2 separate regions of the Ovis aries genome follow, and region 1 is linked to region 2. A link is a contact called in public Hi-C data. All regions are on one chromosome and are shown on one strand. Each heading gives the region's core, a stretch centred on a gene start, on an enhancer-like site or on the middle of the called end of the contact. The rest is flanking DNA. Distances are from core to core; before and after follow the strand shown.

Evidence for each region. A called contact is a pair of places that touch in the nucleus more often than the background predicts.
Region 1: a contact with region 2 is called in a Hi-C map of skin fibroblasts, with 2.8 times the contacts expected there. The contact joins two enhancer-like sites. A contact is called at or near these places in 5 of 16 Hi-C or Micro-C datasets (blood, liver, skin fibroblasts and 1 more).

The regions. Positions count from the first base shown.
Region 1 is chr2:36,165,763-36,172,010 of ARS-UI_Ramb_v3.0, forward strand. All of the region lies in intron 5 of FRMD3 (FERM domain containing 3), which reads left to right. Among named protein-coding and RNA genes, the nearest start is that of IDNK, 19 kb to the left of the region's middle. Within about 2 kb of position 2,914, at least 3 of the 54 cell types and tissues checked have an H3K27ac peak or open chromatin away from gene starts, as enhancers often do.
Region 2 is chr2:35,814,164-35,820,576 of ARS-UI_Ramb_v3.0, forward strand. The region is part of intron 1 of KIF27 (kinesin family member 27); the gene reads left to right. Among named protein-coding and RNA genes, the nearest start is that of KIF27, 13 kb to the left of the region's middle. Within about 2 kb of position 1,513, at least 43 of the 54 cell types and tissues checked have an H3K27ac peak or open chromatin away from gene starts, as enhancers often do.

The sequences.
Region 1 (6,248 bases), core at 1,664-4,163, 350 kb after region 2:
ATGTGAAAGTTGGGCTGTGAAGAAAGCTGAGTGCCGAAGAACTGATGCTTTTGAACTGTGGTGTTGGACTCTTGAGAGTCCCTTGGACTGCAAGGAGACCCAGCCAGTCCATCGTAAAGGAAATCAGTCCTGAATGTTCATTGGAAGGACTGATGTTGAAGCTGAAACTCCAATACTTTGTCCACCTGATGCAAAGAACTGACTCATTTGAAAAGACCCTGATGCTGGGAAAGATTGAAGGTGGGAGGAAAAGGTGATGACAGAAGATGAGATGGTTGGATGGCATCACCAACTCAAGGGACATGCATTTGAGTAAACTCCAGGAGTTGGCAATGGACAGGGAAGCCTGGTGTGCTGCAGTCCATGGGGTCGCAAAGAGTCGGACACGACTGAATGGCTGAACTTAGCTACTATGTTAGATATTAATCTTGTATCAAAAATAAGATGCTTGGGCTTCTCTTGTGGCTCAGTGGCTAAGAATCTGCCTTGCAATGCAGAGGACACTGGTTCAATCCCCAGTCCAGGAAGAGCCCACATGCCATGCAGCAACTAACCCGTGGGCCACAACTAAGCCTGCACCCTAGAACCCTTGAGCCACAACTACTGAAGCTTGCACCTGAAGCCTGTGCTCTGCAACAAGGAAAGCTACTGCAATGAGAAGCCTGTGCGCGACAGTGAAGAGTAGCCCCACTTTGCTGCAACCAGAGAAAGCCCATGGGCAGCAAAGAAGACCCAGGACAGCCAAAAATAAAATAAAATAAATCTTAAAAAAGAATAATATGCTAATGAGGTAAAAATACACTGAGATTATTAATAAAAAACAAAATCTTGGAAGTATGTATACAACTTTAAAAAAAATAATGGCTATTAAGAATAATAGGATGTCTGTAAAAATTGTGATTTAATATTACATTTAAAATTTTTGAAATCTGTGTCAACAAAATGATTTGATCACATATTCCTCTTAAATGGCCAGACTGTCAAAAAACACTTGATAGACCTTTGGGGACCACCTATGCATGTGGACAGTATTGGAAGGAGCACAGCCCCCTATTAATGGAATGGAATCTGTCCCCTCCAAGGGCATAGACTGGAAGACCTAAGACTGCCATCATCTTAAACCTGGGTAATAAGGCTTTTCTCAGCTCGTTGGTCCAAAACATGACAGTTTCAGTGCTCCTTGTAACCTCTAGTTCATCATCTTTCACTTAAACAGTGTTGGGTGTCTTGAGTCAGAAGCACATATTATTAATGATCATTTATGGGTGGAAAGAAATTAGATGAAGATTTTCTCAAGGTCACAGAGCAAGTGTAACTACCATCTAAATTTAACCCAGCTCTTCTACTTGAGTGTGGGTGAAGTTATCAGGTGGAGGAAGTTTTTCACTTTAAATTCACAGAAAACTCACTTTATTTTATATATGGTTACTTGGCTTTGTTTCTTGAGTTATCTGACTTTTACCACATGGTGTTAAAACGAGACACCTGAACTAAGCTTACCATGTTTCAACCTCACCAAAATTTAGCACACCATGGAATGGGAACCTCCCTTGAACGTGCCTTCAGGTTGGAGTGAAAGGAATAGCAAAGCAACCAAGACTGAATTGCCGGGATCCAGCCCCGGTGGATCCAGGGAATTTGAAGCAGGGACAGCATTGGCGAGGAAAAATTTATTTAATTAGAAATATAAAGAGATTAAGAGGAAATAGTATAGTAGGAAATTTTAGTGGAGGAAAGAGACTGAATAACTTGTTTTACATGGAAGTCAATAAAGTTTCAGACAAGGAGCTTGCACCATCTACGTTAGGCCACTGGTGTCCTCTTGAATAACGGAGGGTGCCCCACCTTGGGCTCCCTCTCTCGTGGATCTTAGAAGCTAGGGCAAGTAAGTAGACATGGCGAGCCTCCACGCCCCAGATGGGAATCAGCCTGAAATTAGAGTAAAGAGGAGACACGGGGGAAACCAGTCCTTCCAATAATTGGCCTGGTCTCTATTGTCTAGAAAGGCCTTTTATACCTTTTTGATTGTACATAGAGATCAATGGGTAATACAAAATTATTCAGCGTTAGCAGCCCAGACTCTTATCAAAACCAGGCTTTTCTCTCTGCATACCTAGTTGTATACACAAGTCTTAGGTGATTTACATCATCTTCCAGCCAAAAGGGCCAATTAACATTTTACGGCCCTTTTCTGATAAGGGTTTGTCAACCAGAAGACTTATTTGTGTTGATCTTCCCGAAGTCTAGTGCCACGCTCAGAAAACACTAAATAAAGTTACATTCTTACATAGCAAAGATACAGCAATTTATAACAAGTAAAAGGAGTACAGTGATTTATAACGAAAAGTAATTAACTCAAAAGTCTAGTGTTGCTAACATCAAAACTATTATATATCTTTTTCCATATCCCGTTTACATTGATTAACATCCTCCCAGGTGCCTAAAGATAAAGAATATGGAGGCCTGGCAGCAATCATTGAGTCAACAGTGAAATCCATCACCAATATGATTTTCAGCTCTTTAGAAAAGGCTCTGTATCTTTAAGATGCTCTAAGCTTTGTGCCTCTCGCGGTTGGGGGGCTGTAAGCAATTCACAAGCTGTAAGAAGTCCGGGAAACCTGTTAGGCAAGTAGAGAGTTATCAGAGGGGGTTTGAACTGAAACATCCCTTTCAAATGCATAAGACTAAAGCCCTGAATTAACTTTTTCCAGAGAGTGTCAGAAGAGTGGAGAAGTACAATAAGGCAGGCAGATTCTTATTTTTGGGGTACATGCTCAGGAAATACCAGGGGGAAAACCTGAGGTCTGACTCGCCTTGCCCATCAGGCCTCTGCCGCATGACCTTGTCACGGGTGGGATTCCTCACGCTGGCTCCTGGCACTGAATCAGAGCAAATGAACCGTGAATCATCTGAAAAGCCTGCTCGGCCTCAGATGAACTAGAAAAGTGTTGACTCACTAACCTATATTCTGCTCGGCTTACACCATTAGCCTGCTTTAATTACACAGTATGTTAAATAACTTGGATCCTCAATGTGCAGCAGTTGACTTAAAATTTTTTGCTTCTTTAGTTGTGTGTGGGAGGTACATTGTCATAAGCATATAAGAACAAGGGGGTAGATGTTGAGAGAGAAGAAGGAGAAGAATCATGTCTCATATCGTAAACATGGTTCTGATTATATATTCAAGGAAAACAGTTAAATTTTTGCCAGTCTTACCCAGGGAAAAGGAAGAAAAATGATCACGCAAGTGAAAGGCTTTCTTGTTCAGCTCCCGAATATTTACTGACATCCAAGCCAGGTCATTGAATTTCTTCTTACCCTCACTGGTTGGGTGGAAATACCTCCTCTCTCTCCTAAATGGCAGGGATGGAGTATGACAGAGTCCAGATGAAACTACCACCTTCTTTCTGTTTGAGACTAGGAAGCATACTGAACAAAACTGTGAAATGAGAAAAAGCTTCTCTTTCTTGACTTTACATTTTAAAAATGTGGTAAAATACACATAAAGTAAAATTTACCATCGTAACCCTTTATTGTTGTGCAACCAGTCTCAAGAACTTTTCATCTTGTAAAACTGAAATTCTATACCCATTAAACAACAACTTACCATTCATTGCATGGACAGGGGAGCCTGCCTGGCTACAGTCTAGGAGGTCGCAAAGAGTTGGACACCACTGAGTGACTAACACTTTCACTTCACTCTCACCACTCCCCCAGGGGCCATCATTCAACTTTCTGTCTCTGTGAATTTAACTCCTTCAGATGCCTCATTTAAGTGAAGCCATACTGTATTTGACTTTTGTGACATGTTTATTTTACTTAGCATAATGTCCTCAAGGTTCTCCTGTGTTGTAGCATGCATCAAAACTCCCTCTTTTAGGATTGCATAGTGTTCTACTATATGTATATACCGCATTTTGTTTATTCATTTGTTGATGGACATTTGGGTTGCTTCTACCTCTTGGCGATAGTGAATAGTGTTGCTGTGAATGTGGGTCTGCAAATATCTCTTCAGAACCCAGCTTTCCGTTCTTTTGGATATATACCCGGAAGTAAAATTGCTGCGTCACATGGTAGTTCTAGTTTTAACTTTTTGAGGGACCTCCATAATGTTTTCCATAGCAATTGCACCATCTTTCAATCTCACCAATAGTGTAATGTGTTCATTTTTCTTCTCATCTTTGCCGCCATTTCTTTTTCTTTTTTTTCTCCCTCCTTTTTTCTTCTTCCTGCCTGCCTATCTGCCATCCTAATCAGATGCGGTGAAATATCATTGTGGTTTTGATTTGCATTTTCTGTACAGTTAGTGAAGTTAATCATCTTTTTATATGCCTGCTGGCTATTGTATATCATCTTTGGGGTAATGTCTATTCAAGCCTTTCTTGCACTCTTTCTCCATCTTAGTGGACTTGTCCATGTCTTCTCTTATTTATTTATGCCCCACCTATATCCTGAAATAGGAGTTGTGGCAGCTTACAAAGACATGTATAAGAACACAAAATGTAATAGTTGAGAAAGTGGAGTAAAGGGAAACAGAACGAAGAGAAGGTGAAGCCAGGAGTAGGATGAGCGCACAGGTACGTTGCAGAGGACCTCGCTTGCTGTTGTACTGCAAGCTCCTTAGCAGCCAGGACGAGGAGGGGAAAATGAACATTCATCGTATGGTAAAACCAAACCAGTTTCTCAAAAGATCACGGCCCTTTCTGTCGCTGCAGCCTGAGAGAGATTCTCCTTACACAGGGGACACTGAGAAACGCTGAAATAGAAGTAAATGACACCCTCTATTCCTCCATTACAAACAATTAGAACTAATAAGAATTATTTATCTTTACTTTTGGCTGTGCTGGGTCTTTGTTGCTGCGAGGGAACTATTTTTCTGTAGTTGCGGCAAGCAGGGCCTACTCTCTAGTTGCATTGGTTCTCATTGCCATGGTTTCTCTTGCTGCAGAGCACAGGCTCTAGGGCTTGTGGGCTTCAGTAGTTTTGGCTTCCAGGCTTTAGATCACAGGCTCGTAGGTGCACAGACTTAATTGTTCCACGGCATGTAGAATCTTCCTGGACCAGGGATCAAACCCATGTCTCCTGCATTGGCAGGTTGGTTTTTTTTTTTTTTTTCACCACTGAACCATCAGTATGTGCCATGCTTAGTTGCTCAGTCGTGCCTGACTCTTTGGGACCTCATAAACTGTAGCCCACCAGGATCCTCTGTCCATAGGAATTATTCAGGCAAGAATACTGGAGTGGGTTGCCCTGCTCTCCTCCAGGGGATCTTCCCAACCCAGGGATCAAACCCAGGTCTCCCACATTGCAGGCGAAATCTTTAGTGTCTGAGCCACCAGGGAAGCCCCTATTTTTGTATTGTTTATTCACTAAGTCGTGTCCAACTCTTTTTGCGACCCCATGGACTGTGACCCACCAGGCTTCTCTGTCCCCGGAATTTCCCAGGCAAGAATACTGGAGTGAGTTGCCATTTCATTCTCCGGCAGATCTTCCCGACCCAGGGATCGAACCTAAGTCTCCCAGTTTGGCAGACAGATTGTTCACCGCTGAGCCACCGGGGAAGCCCAAAGGCCCCATTAAAAACAATTTAATAGTAGTTTTAATAAGCCTCTTTCTTAACACATCCCTTCACATCAGGTAGTAGCAGGAGAAGATGGTTATCTCAGCCCATTCAGTCAGAGAAAGAGACGGAGAGAATTTAATTCTCAATTCAATTCTCAAAATTCAAGAATTTTGCCTTTCTGTTCTACTTGGATTCTCAGTGGGTTGAATGATGACTACCCACATTGAGGAAGACCATCTGCTTTACTGAGTCCACTGATTCACATGTTTTCCCTCACAGACACACCCAGAAATAGTGTTTATACAGCTCTGTGGGCATTTGTGACCCAGTTAAGTTGACACCGCACCTCCCTCAGCAAAATCCTTCCCCATTCCAGTGCCAGAGTTCTCCACCACTGATCCCAATACACTCACTCTCCATCCAAACAGCCTAACTGGCTTTTTGTTACCTAGAGCAGAATAGCCAAGCCTTTTCATGTCAAGGCATAGAGAAAGTTAGTCTGCATTGTAGGTAGATTCTTTACCACTGAGCCACTAGGGAAGCCCGCCAGATACCTGGGAAGACGTGAAATAAGTAATTGGCATTAAACTCCAAAATAATGCCTCTTCCATTCATTTATTGAAGTATAATTTATATACAATAAATACAGATAAATGTGATAAAATTCTACACATACATATATCCA
Region 2 (6,413 bases), core at 263-2,762:
ACCATGGCCTAGGTTCAGTCCCTGGTCAGGGAACTTAGATCCCACAAGCTTCGGAGTGCCCCCCCCCCCAAAGTTGCAGTGTGTACCTTGGTACATTTAACTTTGGATCCATGTGCTAGTATTTCTGTAGAATAGATTCCAAAAAGTAAATTTGTTGAGTAATGGGTGTGTGCTAATTTGCTTCAGTCATGTCCAATTCTGTGCAACCCTGTGGACTGCATACTGCCAGGCTCCTCTGTCCATGGGATTTTCCAGGCAGGAATACTTAAGTGGGTTGCCATGCCCTCTTCCAGGGGATCTTCCCAACCCAGGGATCATCTCTTATGTCTCCTGCATTGGCAGGCCGATTCTTTACCACTAGTGCTACGTGTGTGCACATTTAAAATGTGAATAGATAGTGACAAATTATTCTCCAGAAACACTGTACCTGTGTATATTTCCACTACCAATATATGAAAGCCATTTATTTGCTCTTATCCTTGCCAGTCACAGGAACTCATAAATTCAAAATATTTCTCTCACCATCTGGTAGGTGAAAAATTACACTTTGTTTGAAGTTGCATTTCTTGATGTATTTGTGAAAATAGCATTTTCAATTTCCCAGGCTACCTATAGAGCACCAATTCTAGGTCAGCCATCTACTGTTTGATTATTGACCATACAAATAATGTTTTTTTCTCCAGTAAACGATTGCATTTGCAGTGGCTAGGGCTTCCCTGGTGGCTCAGATGGTAAAGAATCCGCTTGCTATGTGGGACATCTGGATTCAATCCCTGGGTTGGGAAGGTCCCCTGGAGGAGGGGATGGCGACTTACTCCAGTATTGTCTGGAGAATCCCCATGGACAGAGGAGCCTGGAGGGCTATATAGTCCATTGGGTAGCAAAGAGTCGGACAGGACTAAGCGACTAAGCACAGCACAAAGCGACTAAGCACAGCACAGGGTACCATGTTAGGCACTGGGGTAAAATGAAAAAAAAAATTTTTTTTTCAGTGTAATACTTATTGAAAGTCACACTCATTTTCCTTCTTTTCAGAACCTTGAATTTACCAACTTTTACCAAGCATAATGTCTAAAAACTTTCATTTGCATACTCTTTAAATAGTGTATAAAAGCTAAATGATGGCTGTTGAAGTATAAAACTTTATAGTTTCTTTCTGAAATAGTCTGTTTCAGGAATATAAGTATGACATTGATTATGGGTGTTAGGTAAAAGACGACCAGGTATACCAAAAAATGTTTAACAGGCTTTAATGGCAAAGTGCTCCCGGGTGGGGTTCCTGGACCGAACGGGGCAGGTCGAGGAAATCCGCGCGCCGGGCGTGTTGGAAGTTTGCTTATATACGCACGCTGTGAGGGAGGGCTGGGCTAGCGGAAGGGGGTTTGGATAGGTTGCTGGTTCGCGGCGTCGCGAGCTGATAGGTTTCTCTATGCGGCTGGGGCGGGGTGGCTTATGCAACTGAGGCAGCGCGGTTCATGCAGCTGGGGCAGGGCGGCTTTAGCTGGCGGAGTGTGCTGTCATTGGTCCCCGGGATCTGGGAGGCGCCCTCCGTTAGGGACTTCCCCCACAGGCAGGGGAGAGGAGGGGGCGGCTCGTCATGGCAACCGGCGAAGTGTGCTGTCATTGGTCCCTGGGATCTGGGAGGATCCTCCATTAGGGACTTTCTCGCCGGCGGGAGGGAGAAGAGGGGCGGCCAATCATGGCCCCCGGGGTCCGACCTTACAATGGGATCTTTTGGTTACCAGAATACAGTTTGAAGCTTTAATTAGAAATATTATTTGTAATTCAGCTTTTTGTTACATCTTTTGAATTGCTGTGCTTTATCTGTTGAAATGGGAAATGAATGAGCTGTTTCTGATCAGCCTCATATTCTGACTAAGCTAGAATGCATATATAATGCTGGAGTGCTATTGGCTAGTTCCTGGAAACTCTCTAGAAGGCATTTTCACTTTCTTGTACTGGGAAAACCTGCAGCTTCCTTCACTTGCCACACGATGGTGATCTTGCATCTTTTTTGTTTTTTGTTTTGGTGGTGCCCTGGGCAGTGAAAGTGCAGTCCTAACCACTGAACCACCAGGGAGTTCCCCTGTCTTGCATCTTGAATTAAGTGAATGACTGTCTAGGTTAATAAGGCTCAGGTTTTCAGAATGTCTGTTGCCTAAAATTTGAACATTGATAATCTTCAACTTGAAAGCGAGTTGTTTTTAAGGTTCATTTGTAAGCCACTTTTTTGTAGCTTGGAATGTATTTTCCATGAAAGTGAAGGTGTTAGTTCCTCAGTTGTGTCCAACTCTTTGCGACCCCATGGACTATAGCATGCCAGGCTCCTCTGTCCATGGAATTCTCCAGGCAAGAATACCGGAGTCGGTTGCCATTTTCCTGCTCCAGGGGATCTTCCCAACCCAGGGATCGAAGCCAGGTCTCCTGCATTGCAGGTGGATTCTGAACCACCAGGGGAAAAAGCTCAAGCTTTTTTCAAAATGTGCTTTTTGGCTAAGTGTCAAGAAATATGACACCAATATATTTTTTTAAGGGTTCTTGCTAACATAAATGAGTTGCATTCCATTGATTTGGAATACAATAATAGTCTACCTGCATTGTAATAAATGGTCTAAAGAGAGATATTTTAGTGCATAGGACTGTGAGATAAGTTGACCTAACCTGGGCTCAGTTTCTACTACCTCTCTCTGTTTTGAACTTCATTGGTACCAGTAATGCCTGTTGCATTCCTGGGGCTTTTAGTGTTTCTTTATAAATCTTTTATTTTTGCCTTAAACTGTTTTGTTGTCGTCTTGTCATTTGATTGTCAGCATTTTTGTTTTGTGCTTTTTCCAATTCTATACAGCATATTTAGTTTATTTTTATAATCTATATTTAAAACTTTTAGACTATATATGTATTTCTGAAGGTGAAAATTCAAGTATTACAACTGTGAAAGTTTTCCTTTCTTTTCTCTCCCTGTCCTAACTCCCCAGAGGTAACCATTTTTTTGTGAATTTTTTCAGAAGTACCCTTCACATAGATCTATATGTATGTTTTCTTTTACCCAAGTGAAATTTGCTCTGCAGTTTTTTTTTTTTTTCACTTTATGGATCTTAGACATCTGTTTAAAAATAGATGCATGATATACCATTGTTAACCATTCTCCTACTAATGGATTTGTTAGTGTTTGGAATTTTTTCTCAATTACAAGACATCTTCCAGTTCAGTTCAGTTGCTCATTTGTGTCTGACCTTTGTGACCCCATGAACTGCAGCATGCAGGCCTCCCTGTCCATCACCAACTCCCAGAGTTTACCCAAACTCATGTTCATTGAGTCAGTGAAGCCATCCAACCACCTCATCTGCTGTCATCCCCTTCTCCTCCTGCCCTCAGTCTTTCCCAGCATCAGGGTCTTTTCAAATGAGTCAGCTCTTCGCATCAGGTGGCCGAAGTATTGGAGTTACAGCTTCAACATCAATCCTTCCAATGAACATCCAGGACTGATCTCCTTAAGGATGGACTGGGTGGATCTTCTTGCAGTCCAAGGGATTCTCAAGAGTCTTCAACACCACAGTTCAAAAGCATCAATTCTTTGGCGCTCAGCTTTCTTTATAGTCCAACTCTCACACCCATCGTGACTACTGGAAAAACCATAGCCTTGACTAGACAGACCTTTGTTGGCAAAGTAATGTCTCTGCTTTTTAATATACTGTCTGCTGCTGCGGCTGCTAAGTCGCTTCATTCATGTCCGACTCTGTGCGACCCCATAGACGGCAGCCCACCAGGTTCCCCCATCCCTGGGATTCTCCAGGCAAGAACACTGGAGTGGGTTGCCATTTCCTTCTCCAACGCATGAAAGTGAAAAGTGAAAGTGAAATCGCTTAGTCATGTACGACTCATAGCAACCCCATGGACTGCAGCCTTCCAGGCTCCTTTGTCCATGGGATTTTCCAGGCAAGGGTACTGGAGTGGGTTGCTATTCCCTTCTCTGAATATGCTATTTAGGTTGGTCATAACTTTCCTTCCAAGGAATGTCTTTTAATTTCATGGCTGCAGTCACCATCTGCAGTGATTTGGAGCCCCCAAAATAAAGTCTGACACTGTTTCCACTGTTTCTCCATCTATTTCCCATGAAGTGATGGGACCAGATGCCATGATCTTCGTTTTCTGAATGTTGGACTTTAAGCCAAATTTTTCACTCTCCTCTTTCACTTTCATTAAGAGGCTTTTAGTTCCTCTTCACCTTCTGCCATAAGGGTGGTGTCATCTGCATATCTCAGGTTATTGATATTTCTCCCAACAATCTTGATTCCAGCTTGTGCTTCTTCCAGTCCAGCGTTTCTCATGATGTATTCTGCATAGAAGTTAAATAAGCGGGGTGACAATATACAGCCTTGACGTACTCCTTTTCCTATTTGGAACCAGTCTGTTGTTCCATGTCCAGTTCTAACTGTTGCTTCCTGACCTGCATATAGGTTTCTCTAGAGGCAGGTCAGGTGGTCTGTATTCCCATCTCTTTCAAAATTTTCCACAGTTTATTGTGATCCCTACATTCAAAGGCTTTGGCATAGTCAGTAAAGCAGAAACAAAACATCTTTGCTGATCCTTATAACACATTTGGTTGTATGTGCATGTATTTCCATAGAACTATCTCTGAGTCAGAGAGTGATTATGGTTTCAACTTTTGATACTATCGAAACTAATGGTTCTCCAAAAAAGCTGTCCGAGTTTACATTCTCATTGTGTTTTAGAGGACCAATTTGCTCACCTTGAGGAAATGGGGCATAATCAATTTTAAAAATCTTTGCTCACATAGTATTTTAAACAGTGAATAATCATAGTGCTCAGATCATTGTGAACACAGTCTTTCATCAGTTACAACAGTGTGATTTTAATAGTATTTTAGTGTTAATAATTGAGAGAATGCTGGTTAATTCAGTCTTTACTGTATCTTATAATAATTAATAGCATTGCCCACTTCCCCTTTCTCTACCCACTCCACGTGCCATCCACCATCCCACGTCTCTGCTCCTCTCTGTAACAGAACTTTGAAAGTGTCATTCATCTGTGACTCATGGTGTCAGTTCTCTCCATCTGACACGGCAGTTGTCAAGATATCATAGTTGACCTTCACTTTATTAAATGTGTTGGTCATTCCAGTCAAACTGGCCTTTCAGCAAACTTGGTACATACTCTTCACTTGGATTTCAGGTCACCACATTCACAGTTTTCCTCCTACTCTCTTGCTAGTAGTTCCTCTTAAGTGAACCCACAAATGGTTAAATGCCCAGAGCTCACTCTTTGGTGCTCTTCTCTTCTGACTCTTAACGGTTCCTCTTGATCTCAACCAGCCCCATGATATTAAATACTGTTAGGTAAAAGACGACCAGGTACACCCCAAAAATGTTTAACGGGCTTTAATGGCGAAGCGCTCCGGGCGGGGTTCCCGGACCCGAAAGGGGCAGGTCGAGGAAATCCGGGCGCCCGACCAGTTTGTTTATATATGCACGTTGGGAGGGATGGCTGGGCTAGCGGATGGAGGTTTGGATAGGCTGCTGGTTCCTGGCGTCGCGAGCTGATAGGTTTCTCTATGCGGCTGGGGCGGGGCGGCTTTAGCTGGCAGAGTGTGCTGTCATTGGTCGCTGGCATCTGGGAGGCTCCCTCCGTTAGGGACTGAGGAGGGGGCAGCTCGTCATGGCAACCGGCGAAGTGTGCTGTCATTGGTCCCTGGGATCTGGGAGGATCCTCCGTTAGGGATTTTCTCGCCGCTGGAAGGGAGAGGAGGGGCGGCCCATCATGGCCCCCGGGTCCGACCTTACAAATACCATCTATATGTAGCTACCTGACTTCCAATTTTTAACCTCCAGTCCAGACTACTGTCTTGAACTCTGATCTCGTATATCCAACCACACCCTCTTAGTTGTATCCTTAGTAGATATCTCACACTTAATAAATCAAAAATGAACTTCTGCCATTTTTCCCTTAAATTAACTCAACACACACTCTTCCCCTTGTCAGTTGATGACAGCTCCACTTGCTCAAGGCAAAACCGTAGAGTTGTCCTTGACTCATCACTTTCCCTCACATTCTGCATCCAGCCTGTCAGGGCATCTTAATGGCTCTCCCTTCAACATAAATCTAGAATCTGGTCACTTGTCATCTTTCTCTGCTGCCAACTTTGTGTCACCATCATGTCCTCTTCTCCCTTGAACTCTCTAGATTCCTGGGTTAGCGCACTGGTCTTCTAAGTGGTCTCCCACTTCTACCCCTGCCCTTCTATGATCGATGTAAAACCCAGCAGATAGAGTGGTCTCTTAAATTCCAGCTTACTGCTCTGCTCCAGTGAGACTCATGTCGCTCAGAATACGACCTAAAGCCTATCGTGGTCTACAGGCACCTGCATGCTCTGATTTGTCACCTCTCTGACCTTG